Regions from separate parts of the Sus scrofa genome. Here regions 1 and 2 are each linked to region 3. A link is a contact called in public HiChIP or PLAC-seq and promoter capture Hi-C data. All regions are on one chromosome and are shown on one strand. Each heading gives the region's core, a stretch centred on a gene start, on an enhancer-like site or on the middle of the called end of the contact. The rest is flanking DNA. Distances are from core to core; before and after follow the strand shown. Region 1 holds the start of ZBTB11 (zinc finger and BTB domain-containing protein 11). Region 2 holds the start of PCNP (PEST proteolytic signal-containing nuclear protein). Region 3 holds the start of TFG (protein TFG).

Region 1 (4,601 bases), core at 864-3,363, 900 kb before region 3:
TAGGCATTGGTTTAGGTATTGGGGATAATAAAACAGTCCCTTTAGAGGACTTGGAACTAAAATGTGTAAAGTAAAAATGAATATACAAGTTATGTTCAACAGCTGATTTTTGCTTAATAAGATTTTGGTTGGGAGTTCCCATCATGATGCAATGGAAACAATCCAAGGTAGGAACCATGAGGTTGCGGGTTTGATCCCTGGTCTCACTCAGTGGGTTAAGAATCTGGCATTGCTGTGAGCTGTGGTGTAAGTTGCAGATGAGGCTCAGATCTGGGGTTGCTGTAGCCGTAGTGCAGGCCGGCAGCAACAGCTTGGATTAGACCCCTAGCCTGGGAACCTCCATATGCTGTAGGTGTGGGTCTAAAAAGACCAAAAGAAAAAAAAGGTTTTGGTTGGAAAAAAGCAATTGTAAGTAATTAAAAAAAAAATGAAATTAGAAGCTAGTCCTGAATAGGGAAAATTTAAAAACCAATCAAAATGCCCAACTTGAGCACAGAGCAACATGTTCTTTTGGTCACAGAATAAAATGTCCCCTTAAAGCATGGCTTTTTTGGCCTAAATGTCTTAAAGTGGAAGTACCCATTCTGATATCCTGGAGGAGACATAAACACTACCTGTTCTCACAGAACAGTAAGTAGCTTTTCTCAGGAAGACACTGGACCACGTGTAAAACACTATTGAAACATTTCTCTGTTGTCTCGAAGAATCAAATTTTAGTGGGCTTCTCAGTGCTTTCACAGGTTGTATCTTAACAAACAGTGCAGGGGAATTTCTTTTAACTTGGCTTCTCTGCCACATACATGACTTGATTACCCAACAATTTTAATATACTTAGTTTCACAGGAAAACAGTGGTAGTGCTGACCCAGCACAATACCCTTGGAAGGGTGGATCTGGACCACCCACTCTGGGTGCCCCACCCCGTGGAGGCGGGGGAGGAATGCGTGTCTGCTTCTAATACCTCCTACCCCAACGGTAATTTGTGGAATGAGCAGCCTATGTAAACCCTAATCCTGGCAGCTGTATTTTCTGGGCCTGGCAGTTCAGGTACCAATAGCTAGAATATTAAACTGCCTTAAGTATCTCTGGCCGTTAGGAAATTCTGACACCCCCCCCTCTTTCCCCCGCCCCCGCTGCCCAAGCACGGTGCAGACTGCACTCCATTCTTTGAGCCTACTGCTTTCAACTGTGGTCTGTCTTCACTTGTATCCGTAAGGGTTAGACCCTCACCCAAGCGACTGCAGACTCCAGGATGGGATGTAAGAGGGTTGGCCCAGGGTTTTCAGGCTCCAGTTTAAGCACTAACAGCGCTCTACCCCAGTAGCTTTAAATGTCATAGGCCTGTGTCTCTAATCTGCGTTGCATATCCGACCTAGGGACGGGTTGACCAGGACCGCTCCAGGCTAAATATCTCAACTAGAATGCACATTGGAAAACGTAGGTCGAATTACCTTGGCCTTTTGTGCCTTCAATATATGTTGGGTGTAAAATGGAAAATTTTTCCTCCCAAGCTAATGTGAAAATATATGTAAATAAGCTGTAAGGAAATAGTGTTAGCTAGTCTAAGTGCCCTCACTGGTAGAAAATCATCACTGAATCAACCGATAATTCCAGGAAAACCATGCGTAGTTTTGAACCAGCTGATTCTTAGAAATTACAGTAACTCCTATAACGGAGAGACTTGGATTTTATAACACTGGAAGCTACATTTCCGTGTAAAAGGGCATTCTTTGGTCTTGTATCCCTTGACTAATACTTTACTAAGAGCCTCAAAATCTGGCGTATTTGCGTTGTCGAGGGTCTCCAAGCGTCGTCACGTAGGAAAAAAAGGCTCCTTTACATCCTAAGGTATCACCGAGGGTATAAACAACTGCCCACAAGCTCCTACACGTGCTCAGAGCATGGGAAAGAAGGGAAAAATCAAAAGGGAAATTGCCAGGACTTAAGATGTCTGCCCCAAACCACTTCTGTCTCCCCAGAAGGGCCTACCCGCTTCCAAAATGTCCGACCGCAGTCCTGACGTCACTCAGTCCGCTAGATCAATCCAGAAAGCCTCTGCACTCCAGCTCCAATCAGGGCTTAGTCCCCTCACCCACTGCCCTTGATTTGCGTCACTTCCGGTGGTGCAGCAGCCATTTTGTCAGTCGCCAGCGGATCCCGCGCGCTGGAGAAGTGCAGTTCCCCCTGGTTACCAACTCGTCGGTTCTCCCTCCGCGCTGCGGGCGCCGTCGAAGAGTATTCACCACAGACACAGTCGTAACTCCCTACAGTGCTGCCGCCGTTGTTGCATCCGCCTGGAGCCAGTGCACTGTTTTTCTCTCCTGCCATTGACAGGCGCCCTCAGGGAGCCGCCGTCAGCGATGTCAAGCGAGGAAAGCTACCAGGCCATCCTGCGCTACCTGACGAACGAGTGCGAGCCATACGCGCCGGGCACCGAGGGCAATGTTAAGCGTAAAATCCGTAAGGCAGCCGCCTGCTACGTGGTGCGCGATGGGACCTTGTACTACCAGCGACGGCAGAGGCACCGCAAGACCTTCGCCGAGCTGGAGGTAGTGCTGCAGCCCGAGCGGCGCCGGGGTCTCATCGAGGCGGCGCACCTGGGTCCAGGCGGCACTCACCACACCCAGCATCAGACCTGGCACGACTTGTCCAAGACGTATTGGTGGCGAGGTAGGACCTCGCCCGCGGCAAGGGGGAGGGCGGGCGGCTTGCTGCCTGGCTAGGCCCGCAGGTGGAGGCAGGCCTGTGTGCATCGCCAGTGTGAGGGCCCGCACTGCTCCTCTCCGGCACCACTCGCCGGTCCAGCCTGGCCTGCGCTTAGCGGCGGAGTGGCTGCCAGGCGGAGCCGAGAGGGTGGGGGACGTGAAAGGAGCCGCACTTCCCACAGGAAGGAGGCCGGGGAAGCTGGGGGGCGGGTCCTGGCTCGGGGTGGGGCGAATGGGGGCTTCCCCGGGGGCCGGCCCAGCCACGGGGAGGGGCTGGGACTCGCGGGCGGCTCCCGGCCCTCCTCTTTCGGTAGCTCGGGAGGCGGTGGCTCCTGCTCTTGGCGGAAGTTTCTCGGCGGCGGGAGGCGGGCGGCGGTTGCGGTGCTCTGTATTGTGCGTTTTGAGTTCCTGTTTGTGCCGATGGTTGGGGGAAGGGACGGTCCGCCAAGAGTCCGGAAGCTTTCTGCAGGGCGTTCCACTAGGGTCTTGGCCAGTGGTTTTGAGGTTCTGCGTGTCCACTTGCCGGGATTCCTCATAGCACGCTACTGCGGCGTAATTAAGGAATCATGCGATTTTGTGCAGAAGTGATTTGGAGTGACTACGTGGAAACAGGGTTTTTTGGCTTTTGCTGTTGTTTGAAAGTCATTTTGGGCCCTAGTTTTTAGAGCAAGGATTTAATAGCAGATATTTTGAATTCTGAATGTTATATTTTTACATAGTGTTATAAGATTTTTTTTTAGTATATATCCCGTTGATAATGTGAAGAGCGCTTTGAAAACCCTGAAACACAACACATACCTGGGAAAGATGAAGTTTCTGTGATTGGTCAAGGAGTATAGCAACGAAGTTTCTTGACTCCTTAGGAAACAAGGGAGGAGAGAAAGAAACGGCCCTTGGTTTCTTTACTGTCCTCACTCTCCACAAAATTGGTGAATGTTTATATTGTTCTCTTAAAATTAGTAATAAAAGTTTGCAGGCCCATAAAAGGTTTTGTCAGGAGGGATTCGGTCACTCTCCGTACGGCTCTGCAGGAATTAATTTATGATGTACTTATCTATAAGTAAGGAAGACTACTGAACAGCTTCCAAAAGTTCTTTTACGTGTATAAATTTGTTGGAGAGTTCTTCTTGCTTCTTAAATAGTTCTTTCGTGTTTTCAAAAGCACCCCCGCTTTATGTTGTTAAATACTTTCCCTTAGTTTATTTTATATTTTTAAACCTGTATCTGCATTAGATTTCTTTAAAGAGACACATCTGTGAAGGGTGAGGATAACATTGTTGAAGTTTTTACATGGTAGACAGTGTGTGCTGAGTACTTAGTTTATTTTCACTCATTTAATCTTCATAAAACCTGGTAAGGTAGAAACATTTATGCCTCTCTTTTACAGATGGGGAAACATTTATATCTTTTATCAGGAGCTGACCTTTGTGATTTCAGAGTCTTCTTAACCACTATTATATGGTTCTAAATGGGGTTTATTGTTCAGGATTTTCCTTCCCTAAATGGATTATCTGTGTTATCTAAACAGTATGGTTTTTTAGTGTTCAGTGTCTTAAAAGACCAAAAACCAAAAATCCCAGACTGTGTATATGTTTGTTTTAAGCAAGAGAGATAGAATTGTGGCTGTGTAGGATTTTGAAATCCTTAAGTGTCCAGAACAGCTGTTCTCTAAGTTTGGTACTGAGAAGCCCTGAGATCCTTTCAGAGAATCCCCAAAGTCAAAATTATAGTCATAATCATACCAAGGTGTTATTTGCTTTCCATTCATTGTCTCACAAATACACAGACACAGCAGAGTTTTTCAGAGGCTACATGATATGATATATGGCAATAGATGCATATATGATAAATACATTAAAAAGATTTGAAAAATGTGCTAGTTTTCTCGCTAATTTTT
Region 2 (4,131 bases), core at 572-3,071, 840 kb before region 3:
ATAAAGGAAGGTGTACCCACGACAAATTATGTAGACATTATTATGAGTTATTACTTATTCTAAGTCACCAACAAGGAGATAATTTTTTATAGCAATTAGCAAAGATACTTTTACACCACACCCCTTCACAAAAGTGTGCTAAAATAGAAACATCAATATTCATACTACAGAGTGAACTATCCCTAACTGAAAGGGTAGTGGATGAGTTTACAGTGAATTATGCTGACACTTAGGTACATTTTGGCATCACACTAAACACATCTCAGATACTCTCAAGCAAGACAAAAAGCCATTCTAAAAGTTAAAAGTATAAAACTTAGATAAGATTCTTTAGGCTACAGATATGGTTTTCCTCAAATTACTTTTTTAAATGTAATTTTGATAATTTCCAAGAAAATTTTTGACGAAAATCAAATTGCTAATGAGGTAGTACTAAGTGGTTTAAACTGTTGTTTCATAAACCATTCTACTAGTTTTAATTTAAAAAAGACAAGAGGGGAATGAGAAGGGGGAAGGGAGTTTGGGCTCAACTAACAGCACTGTACATAACTTTTGAAAAGGAAAGTCTGGGTCCAAAGTAATCGAACACTGATTACACTTTTCTCAATTTTTGATCCCAAGTCAATTCACATTAAACTTGTTGGAAGGTCCAAATAGTTGTCCTCATAGACTATTAATCTTATGTATGTTTTAGTATTAAAAACTTTCAGGGATAAGACTTTAAGGAGAGTTAGAATCGAGTGTAGTACTTAAAACGTTCTAAAGACATTATGATCAGCTTGCACGTGTTGTCACCAGCCTAGTTAGGACAAAGGGGCGGGAGGGCTGGAGAGATTACATGCTATTTATTTTCCTTAATGCACAAGACCCAAATTTAGAGGGGTGGAGGTGACAGAATAAAGATAGCTGTAACTTGAGTTTACCTCGTAACGAAATACAGGAAAAGTCACACTAGCCTATTTAGCCACCTTAATATCTGGCATGAAGTTAGCTGGCAACAGCCTAGCTCAGAAAAGGCAGACACTGTAAAGAAAGGCAACCAAACCCTAACCCTAGACCCCGCAGATTAAACCAGGAGGCAGGCAAATGTATTCCTCGCCCCCCGCCCCAATCGCCTCCATATATCCCGTTACAGGATCAGTATTAGGCTTGAAAATAAAGAAAGGAAAAAGGCCGGAGTCGTCCGCCTTCTTAGAGAAAAGGGAACAGCAAACTAACTCCTAGGTGTAACTGAGAGGCCCCGGCACCGTCGGAAACTCGGCCTGCGGCCACAGCTGGATAATTCGCACTGGGTGAGCCCGCCTGAGCGTTTTGTGTGATGTGCGTCTCCGGTGTGGCGGTAGCGGCTCCTGCACCGCGACTCCTAGTCCTACCCCGAGTTCGGTCCTCCTGTCTGGGGCCCATCTCCCTTCTCTTCGGAAGCAGGGCCTCCGCTGGGGCCGAGAAGTGACGAACAGTGACCGGCTGTACCCCGGCAAGAAGGTGATGTGGGCTCAGATCCCAGCGGGCCGCACCGGGCGTGCCCGGGGCTCGTCTGGGCCCAGCGCCTGGCCGGGTGAGCGCCAGATCCGCCCATTCTCGCCCCAACCTACTCCCCCCACCCAGGGAAGCTCAAAGAAAGGCCCAGAGCATCCCACGTAGCCCGCGACGCTGGGGTTGTGTTCACCTCCGGCGGCTCCAGCTCGCTGCGGCTTCTCAGGCTTCTCCTCTCCCGCCTTCCCGTCCGCCATTTTCCCCGCCGCGGCCTCCCCTGCAGCCACGCCAAAGACGTCACGGCCCTGCCCAGCAACCATTGAGCTTCGGAGCCAGCCGTGGAAGAGGCAGCCTAGAGCGGCCCTAGAGATAGGCAAGAGGCCCTTTCCGAAACGGAAGTGGATGTGACTTCACCGGCGAGTACCTCCGAGGGAAGGGTGGGGGAAGTTGGATGGTTCTGCGGATCGCTGGTTAGGAACTTTCGGACTTCAGTTAGATTTTCATGGTCCAGAAGCGGTTCCGAAGAAGTTAGAGGAGGTTGGAGCATAATTCTAGAAACGTTGGTGAAATTATGTACGATCTCTGCAGACCGGTGGTGTGGTGGCAGCCAAAGCCAGTAGGCTCTTTCATTCTGGTTTTGCTAGCTCTAGAGTACCTACTCAAAATAAACAAACAAACAAAAAACAAAAAACAAAAAAACCCCCCAAAACCCAAATTCTAGGGGAAATCAACGTTTATTGGGCGCCCCCTTGTGTCAAACACTACCTCGTTTTAATCGCAATAGTCCGATGAGGAATCATCCTCTTTTTAATTAGATGTGAGCGTTGAAGCCAAAGAAAAATTTGTCCAAGGTCACGTAGGCAAGTGGTAAAACTTTTTTTTTTTTTTAACATGCCGCAATTTCTGTGTCAAGACGAGTTACTTTATTATGTGAAGACCTCAGTAGTTTCTGCCTTGCTCAGAAACCTTTAGGGGATACCCAGGTTTGCAGAATCAAGTCCAAGCGTTATATTGGGCCGCAGCCTAACTTTTCAGCTTTTTTTCAGCCTTTTTCCTCTATATTTATACTGCCCTCTTGCTACACAGGGTCGATTCCTTGCCTAGGGAAGTGTAGTTTCTGGGTTTGCCCTATAATATGCTGTGATTGTTACAAAAATTGATCTTAAAGGAGCCAGAAGTTGAGTTTGAATCCTTTTACTGGCTGAGTAAATCTTGTTGGTTTCTTACTGCCTACAGACATATGGCTTCCTTCTGTATAAAATGCAAATAATAATATTATTTGCTCAAAGAGTGATTTTGCTACCTGCAACTTGCAGCAACCCAGGAACCTCAATCCACTGAGCAAGGCCAGGGATTGAACCCCCATCCTCATAGAGACAAGGTAGGGTCCTTCACCTGCTGAGGCACAACAGGAACTCCTTACCTCGGTATATGTTTTTTTAAAAAAAACTCCTTAGATGGCTCAAAAGTTCTTTGGGAGTTGCCGCTGCAAAGAGATCAGCAGTATCTCTGCAGCACCAGGACACAGGTTCAATCCCCCACCCACCGCAGTGGGTTAAACTATCCAGCATTATGGCAGCTGTGGCATAGGTCAAAACTATGGCTTGGATCTGATCCCTGGCCCAGGAACTCCATATGCTGCAGGGTGGCCAAAAAAAAAAAAAAAAAAAAAGTTCTTTGACCACAGAGACCATTACAAATTCTTTTTTTTCTTCACAGTACTTTGTACTGCATGTTTCATATACGAAAAGAGTTCAGTATTTGTGAATGGGTGATTCATCAGGCTCTAAATCTGGAGAATGAAGAAGGAATCAAAGTGCATTTCCCATAACAGAAACAGGGTGGTTTGCTGATACTTCTTTTCTTTTTTTGTTGTTATCTTTTTATCTTTTCCAGTGCTGTTCCTGCGGCATATGGGGCTTCCCAGGCTAGGGGTCCAGTTGGAGCTGTTGCCACTGGCCTACGTCAGAGCCCCGACCTACACCACAGCTCTCAGCAACGCTGGATCCTTAACCCACTGAGCAAGGCCAGGGATCAAATCGCAGCCTCATGGTTCCTAGTCCGGATTCGTTAACCACTGAGCCATGACGGGAACTCTGGTTTGCTGATACTTTGATTTGGTCATTTGAAACCCCTGGTCCACTATTTATGACTATATGTAAAAGTGCTCAGCAAAACATTTTACATAGATCAGGTAATTCATATTTGTTTCCTTTTCCTAGATGTGGTCTTCAAATGTTACTTAATCATTGAGACTCTCATTTCTATCACTTCTCTGTGTGCCTTTTATTTTTTTTAGGGCCGCACCCATGGCATATGGAGGTTCCCAGGCTAGGGGTCTAATCGGAGCTACAGCTGCCACCCTACACCACAGCCACAGCAACAGCAGATCTGAGCTGCGTCTGTGACCTACACCAACACAGATCCTTAACTTACTGAGCGAGGCCAGGGATCGAACCTGTAATCTCATGGTTCCTAGTCAGATTTGTTTCTGATGCGTCACAACGGGAACTCCCTCTATCACTTTTCAAATGGAGACATAAACATGAGATTTTTATTTGTAATTATGTATTTATAGATGCTTGTTTTTTTTGTCTGTGTTTTTGGCTGCCTCATGGCATATGGAGTTCCCAGACTAGGGATCATGTCCAAGCCACA
Region 3 (4,395 bases), core at 950-3,449:
ATGTACATTACCTTCTCTTACCTATAAGATGTGTAAACAGGCAATAATGCAGCTAAGGACCAGGGCTTAGCTTTAGCAGGACAGTACTACCTACTCTAAGCAGCATCTAGAATAGTGCCTGACATACATACAGTAAATATTTAAAGACTTGTTTTTGTTCCCTAAACAAAAGATGAATGACAAATAATGAAGTTCCGCTAAACGACTGAGAGAAAAAAAGCTATACTACCAGGTCAGTTCCTAAGCCAAACCTTTACAATGTACCTTCTTTACATAGCTAGAAGTGCCTCTTTACGACATACCCCTAATTAAAAGAAATTTCCAACATCGAAAATAACTGACATAACCCTTTTGATTGTGAGGAGACTGTTGCTCGGTTCCAACGGATCTGAATATGAGTCTCTTTTACTTTGCATTTGCCATGTCTGCAAATTCACTTAATGGTTGATGTTTCCTAAAGTCTGTAAACTACCTGTGGCCAGGAACTGGGCCTTCTCTAAGGTTTCACCCAGTTTGTGCTGCAGTCTCCATAAAGCATGCACTCAAGCATCACAAAAATAAAAGTACCACAAAATTTTCCCTTCCAGAGAAAATCCCGTCCCCACATTTTTTTTTAATGTAACACTAGACTCAGGTCCTCTTTTTCTCTAACTTCAATCACAAAGTATGGATGGGTATGGACTACTATGAACTGCTGGTGAGATCCTTACAGCTCTTCTTCTCCCATCTTGTCCTTGCCTCCCTCCCTCTGAAAACCAGAAATGACACAGCCACAAACTTATGAAATCTTCCAACAGAAACACTGTTCTCAGAACTGGAGAATAAAGTGACATATCCAAAGACACACATAAAAAGCCTGCCTGCCTCTTGAACCAGCATCTAGGTTCATGGCCAAACCTCCAGCTCCACTCCCCTTGTGGTTAGGGCCTTGCAAAAATTCAGAGAAGCCTGCATAGGCACCTCCAGAGGATAACAACTGCCTTTAAGAAATCCTAAGCAAAATCAACCCTTGAGTATTCCAAATAATTCAAGAAGCCTCAAATCCTGCCCGACTCGAGGCAGTGTAGTAAAATGATAAAGATTCCCACTACTAGCTATGTGACCTTAAGCAAATACTTCACCAAGCCTCATTTCCACCATATGCAAAACAGAAATAATATCTAAATTTGAAAGAATCTTTGTGATGATTCAATGAGACCATGCATCTAAAGTACTTTCATACTGCCTTGAAAACTAAACTCTTAAAAGTTAGTTGTCATCACCACTATCAAACTAGGTTGGGCCTCCAGACGGCGCTTGATTAAACACTGACATAGCCAAGGAACAAGGTTTCTCCTATGTAAGCCAATCAACTTACTTCCGAAGGTGCCATCCTCCACCTTCTCACCCTTACAAGCCCCCTAGAAAGTTAGGCGCTGGACCGCGCCAGGCCTCCCAAAGTCCCTCTCCTCCCCCTCGGTCAGCCCGACCCCTTGGACCCGGGCAGAATGGGTGCAAGAGCACTTGCTGCCCCAAACAACCCCCCCGGAGAATCCCTCCCGCCGAGGCCCGCTTCGCTGCCTCAGTTGCTGCCGAGAGCCCTTGCCCTTCCCCTCCCCCTCTGTGGCCTCCCCTCCCCCACGCGAGGCCCCGCCCGGCCTCCCTCTTCCTGGCTCCAGCCCCTTCCCACCGCCCCTCCAACCCCACCTGCCCCGCACCCGCCGGTTAGAAAGAAGCCGTCTCGGCGTTTCTAAGTCTCCCGGGCCGCCTAGCCCGAGAAGTCGGCCGCGCCCCCGCCTCCAGCGGCCATACCGGTTTGCCGAGGCCGCCGCCACCCCTCCGCAGGTCTCCGCTGATTCAACTCGTGCGAGGCTGCCACTGCCAGGCTCTGGGGCGCTGGGAGAAAGCTGCAGTCACGGCCCACTCGGTTGCCCTCCGGCCCGCCGCACCTCGCTGGCAGGCTTGCGCTGGCCCCGGCCAATCGCACAGACCCACCAAGCCTAGCGAGACCTCGGGCCCAGTACGTGGCAGGTGGGGAAAGCAGAGGGGGCGGGTACAAGAAGAAAACTGTGCGTTCGCTCCGCCTCAGAGCGAGCAAGCCAACCCAGAACGCATGCGCGACGGCTGGGGGCCCCCTGGGACTGACCACGTCCAGGCCTGCAAGGCCCTGGGTCTGCTTTCTCACTGGATGACCCAGTGTAGGAAGTGAGAGCGCAACGGAAGCGCGCATGCGCGGGGCGTGACCAGGCACTTCCGGTTTTCCAGAGCGCTAGCGTTTTCCTTCGCTCGCCCGTGGGCGGGGCGTAACTTGGTGTCCTGTACTCCTTTTGAGAGCGGATTGAAAGTGGGCATTTGTCCAAGTCTGAGTGTTTTTTTGTTTTGTGGCCATTGTAGTTTTCCTAGTCCTATCTCAAAAAAACCAACCCTTTTCCTGCCTTCCTTTTACAAACTCATTCATTCATTGTTGGGCGCCTACGCTTTCGCCAAGCCCTGTGCTGGAAATGGGAATGGAATCAGTTTGTAAGCAAGGAGTTACACAGCGTTTACGAGTTATGAGTGTGTAAAGGGTAAAGGCTGGGAAATCATGGCTGATTAAAGATTCCAGAAGCCTTTTTGGAACTAAACTATTTGAGCGTACCCTACATACTCTTCCCTCGCTCTAACCGCATATGCTAATTTATGTAAGACACTCTCTGACGGGGGTGGGGCGGAATAGGTGATGATATCTGAGTTTCGGGGTCAGTGCTGTTGTAAAAGTTGCAAGGAATTTTGCCTTCTAAGACTAAGCAAAAAGCAATGTGAACTTACTTGCTTCCCCAGCTGTTCACCAGATGAAGTGAATTCAGGGTGAGAAGTTATTGTTATTTTAGTAGTTTAAGAAATATGACATTTTTGCAGCTTTAAGTCTGAAAAGTTCTGTTTGAGAGTGAAATATATGAGTTTAAAATTCTTTTGCATCTGAAAGGTATTTTCCAATGCTGTATGGAGCAATTGCTTCCAGGGATTGAGAAGCGGAAGACTGAAGAAAGAATGAAAAAAGTTCCAGATTTTATCCTTCAGTGCTTGTTGTGACTTGAATATCCAAATTTGGGAAAATGAACTGCTGTCCAATAATAGTGTCCTGAGGTCTTTGAAATGGCTTGAGGTTGGATTAAAAAAAAAACTACACAAATGTGGACATAGGTAAAAAACTCTCAAAAGAAGTAAGGAATACCACAATCTTCCTAATGAGAGGTCAGAACCTGGAGCAGGGTCAAAGTGAACCTTAGCCTGAAACGAGGGGAAAAAATTTCCCCTTGCTAGGTTCAGAGGAAAGGGGCAATCACTCAAGAGTCTTGCCATTGAGGAGAAATAAACTGATCTCTGTTAAACTGAGGCCAGCTGGAAGCTGGGAAGAAAGCACCCATAGAGTGGTCTTCTGGAACCCTGAAAGCAGTTTAAGGTTCTTTATGTTGTAATTCCCTCGTGCTTCATCCTCAAGCAATCAGTGAAGTCTTGTTTAATGTTAATACCTCCTCCAGCCACCATTAGGGAAACTGAGAGGTGAGGTAGTTATGATTCCTTAGATCACAGTAGAAGCAGGAGCTGCCTGGGGCAAGAAATTAGAAAATGAGAGGCTGAGGTGCTGTTTGTAAGCCAGATCAGAGACTCAGGTGACATGGGACAAGGATATCTATGCAACATTAAAGCGTTCCCTAGGAGTCTCCAGAAATATAAATTTGAAATTTTTTAAATTTTATTTTTTAAAGTTTTAGTGAAGTATAATTGATTTATAAGGTGGTGATAATTTCTGCTATACAACAAAGTAATTCAGTTATAAGATACACCATCCATTCTCTCTCAGATTCTTTTCCCACGATGAAAAACTTTATGATAGATTTTTGCCTCTTGTTATCCAGCTGGATGTAGGCTTACAATATTGTGATTGAGCATGAAATCAAGGCTATTTGGGTTTAGTAATATGTCATATAAAAGCATGAAATTACCAGATATCTGAGTTTGTCATATTGCCCCCTTTAGGTTATAAACACCTTTATAACCAAAACCATATCCTGCCCATTTTTTTATTTCAGCTAAATACTAAATTGTCCACAAAAACTTCAGCGATGTTTCCTGTTCCTGATCCTTTATAACAATTACATTTTAATTTAAGAGCATAATGAACAGCTGGAACTCAATACCCAACCCAAAGATTAGAACATTACCAATAAATAATACCTCCCAGTGTGCTCCTCTCCCCTGTGGTCCTTGTGCCTCTCTCCTGATTTTCTGTTTAGCATTTCCTTGGGGTGTTGGTGGTGGTGGTGTTTTAATCTTCTATACAGTTTAATTTACATATATATGTATGCCTGTGGAATATGTTGTTTAGTTTTACTTGGTAGAGACATTATATAGAGTATCATTGCTATGTTGTTT

The links. Promoter capture Hi-C pulls out the DNA fragments that hold promoters and counts their contacts. HiChIP or PLAC-seq counts read pairs in DNA pulled down with a chosen protein or histone mark.
Region 1: a contact with region 3 is called in an H3K27ac HiChIP or PLAC-seq map of alveolar macrophages. The contact joins the promoter of ZBTB11 here to the promoter of TFG in region 3. A contact is called at or near these places in 2 of 5 promoter capture datasets (fetal liver and fetal skeletal muscle), 1 of 47 Hi-C or Micro-C datasets (retroperitoneal adipose tissue) and 2 of 2 datasets of contacts at active chromatin or transcription factors (alveolar macrophages and skeletal muscle).
Region 2: a promoter capture Hi-C map of liver shows a contact between it and region 3, with 4 times the contacts expected there. The contact joins the promoter of PCNP here to the promoter of TFG in region 3. A contact is called at or near these places in 1 of 5 promoter capture datasets (liver) and 1 of 2 datasets of contacts at active chromatin or transcription factors (skeletal muscle).

Annotation. Positions count from the first base shown.
Region 1 is chr13:157,419,911-157,424,511 of Sscrofa11.1, forward strand. It overlaps ZBTB11 (zinc finger and BTB domain-containing protein 11), which reads left to right and starts at 2,114. Exons shown (of 11, transcript XM_003132695.5): 1 at 2,114-2,669. The coding sequence starts at 2,360.
Region 2 is chr13:157,489,443-157,493,573 of Sscrofa11.1, forward strand. It overlaps PCNP (PEST proteolytic signal-containing nuclear protein), which reads right to left and starts at 1,822. Exons shown (of 5, transcript XM_003132696.4): 1 at 1,667-1,822. The coding sequence starts at 1,793.
Region 3 is chr13:158,324,703-158,329,097 of Sscrofa11.1, forward strand. It overlaps TFG (protein TFG), which reads right to left and starts at 2,200. Exons shown (of 8, transcript XM_021070561.1): 1 at 1,792-2,200.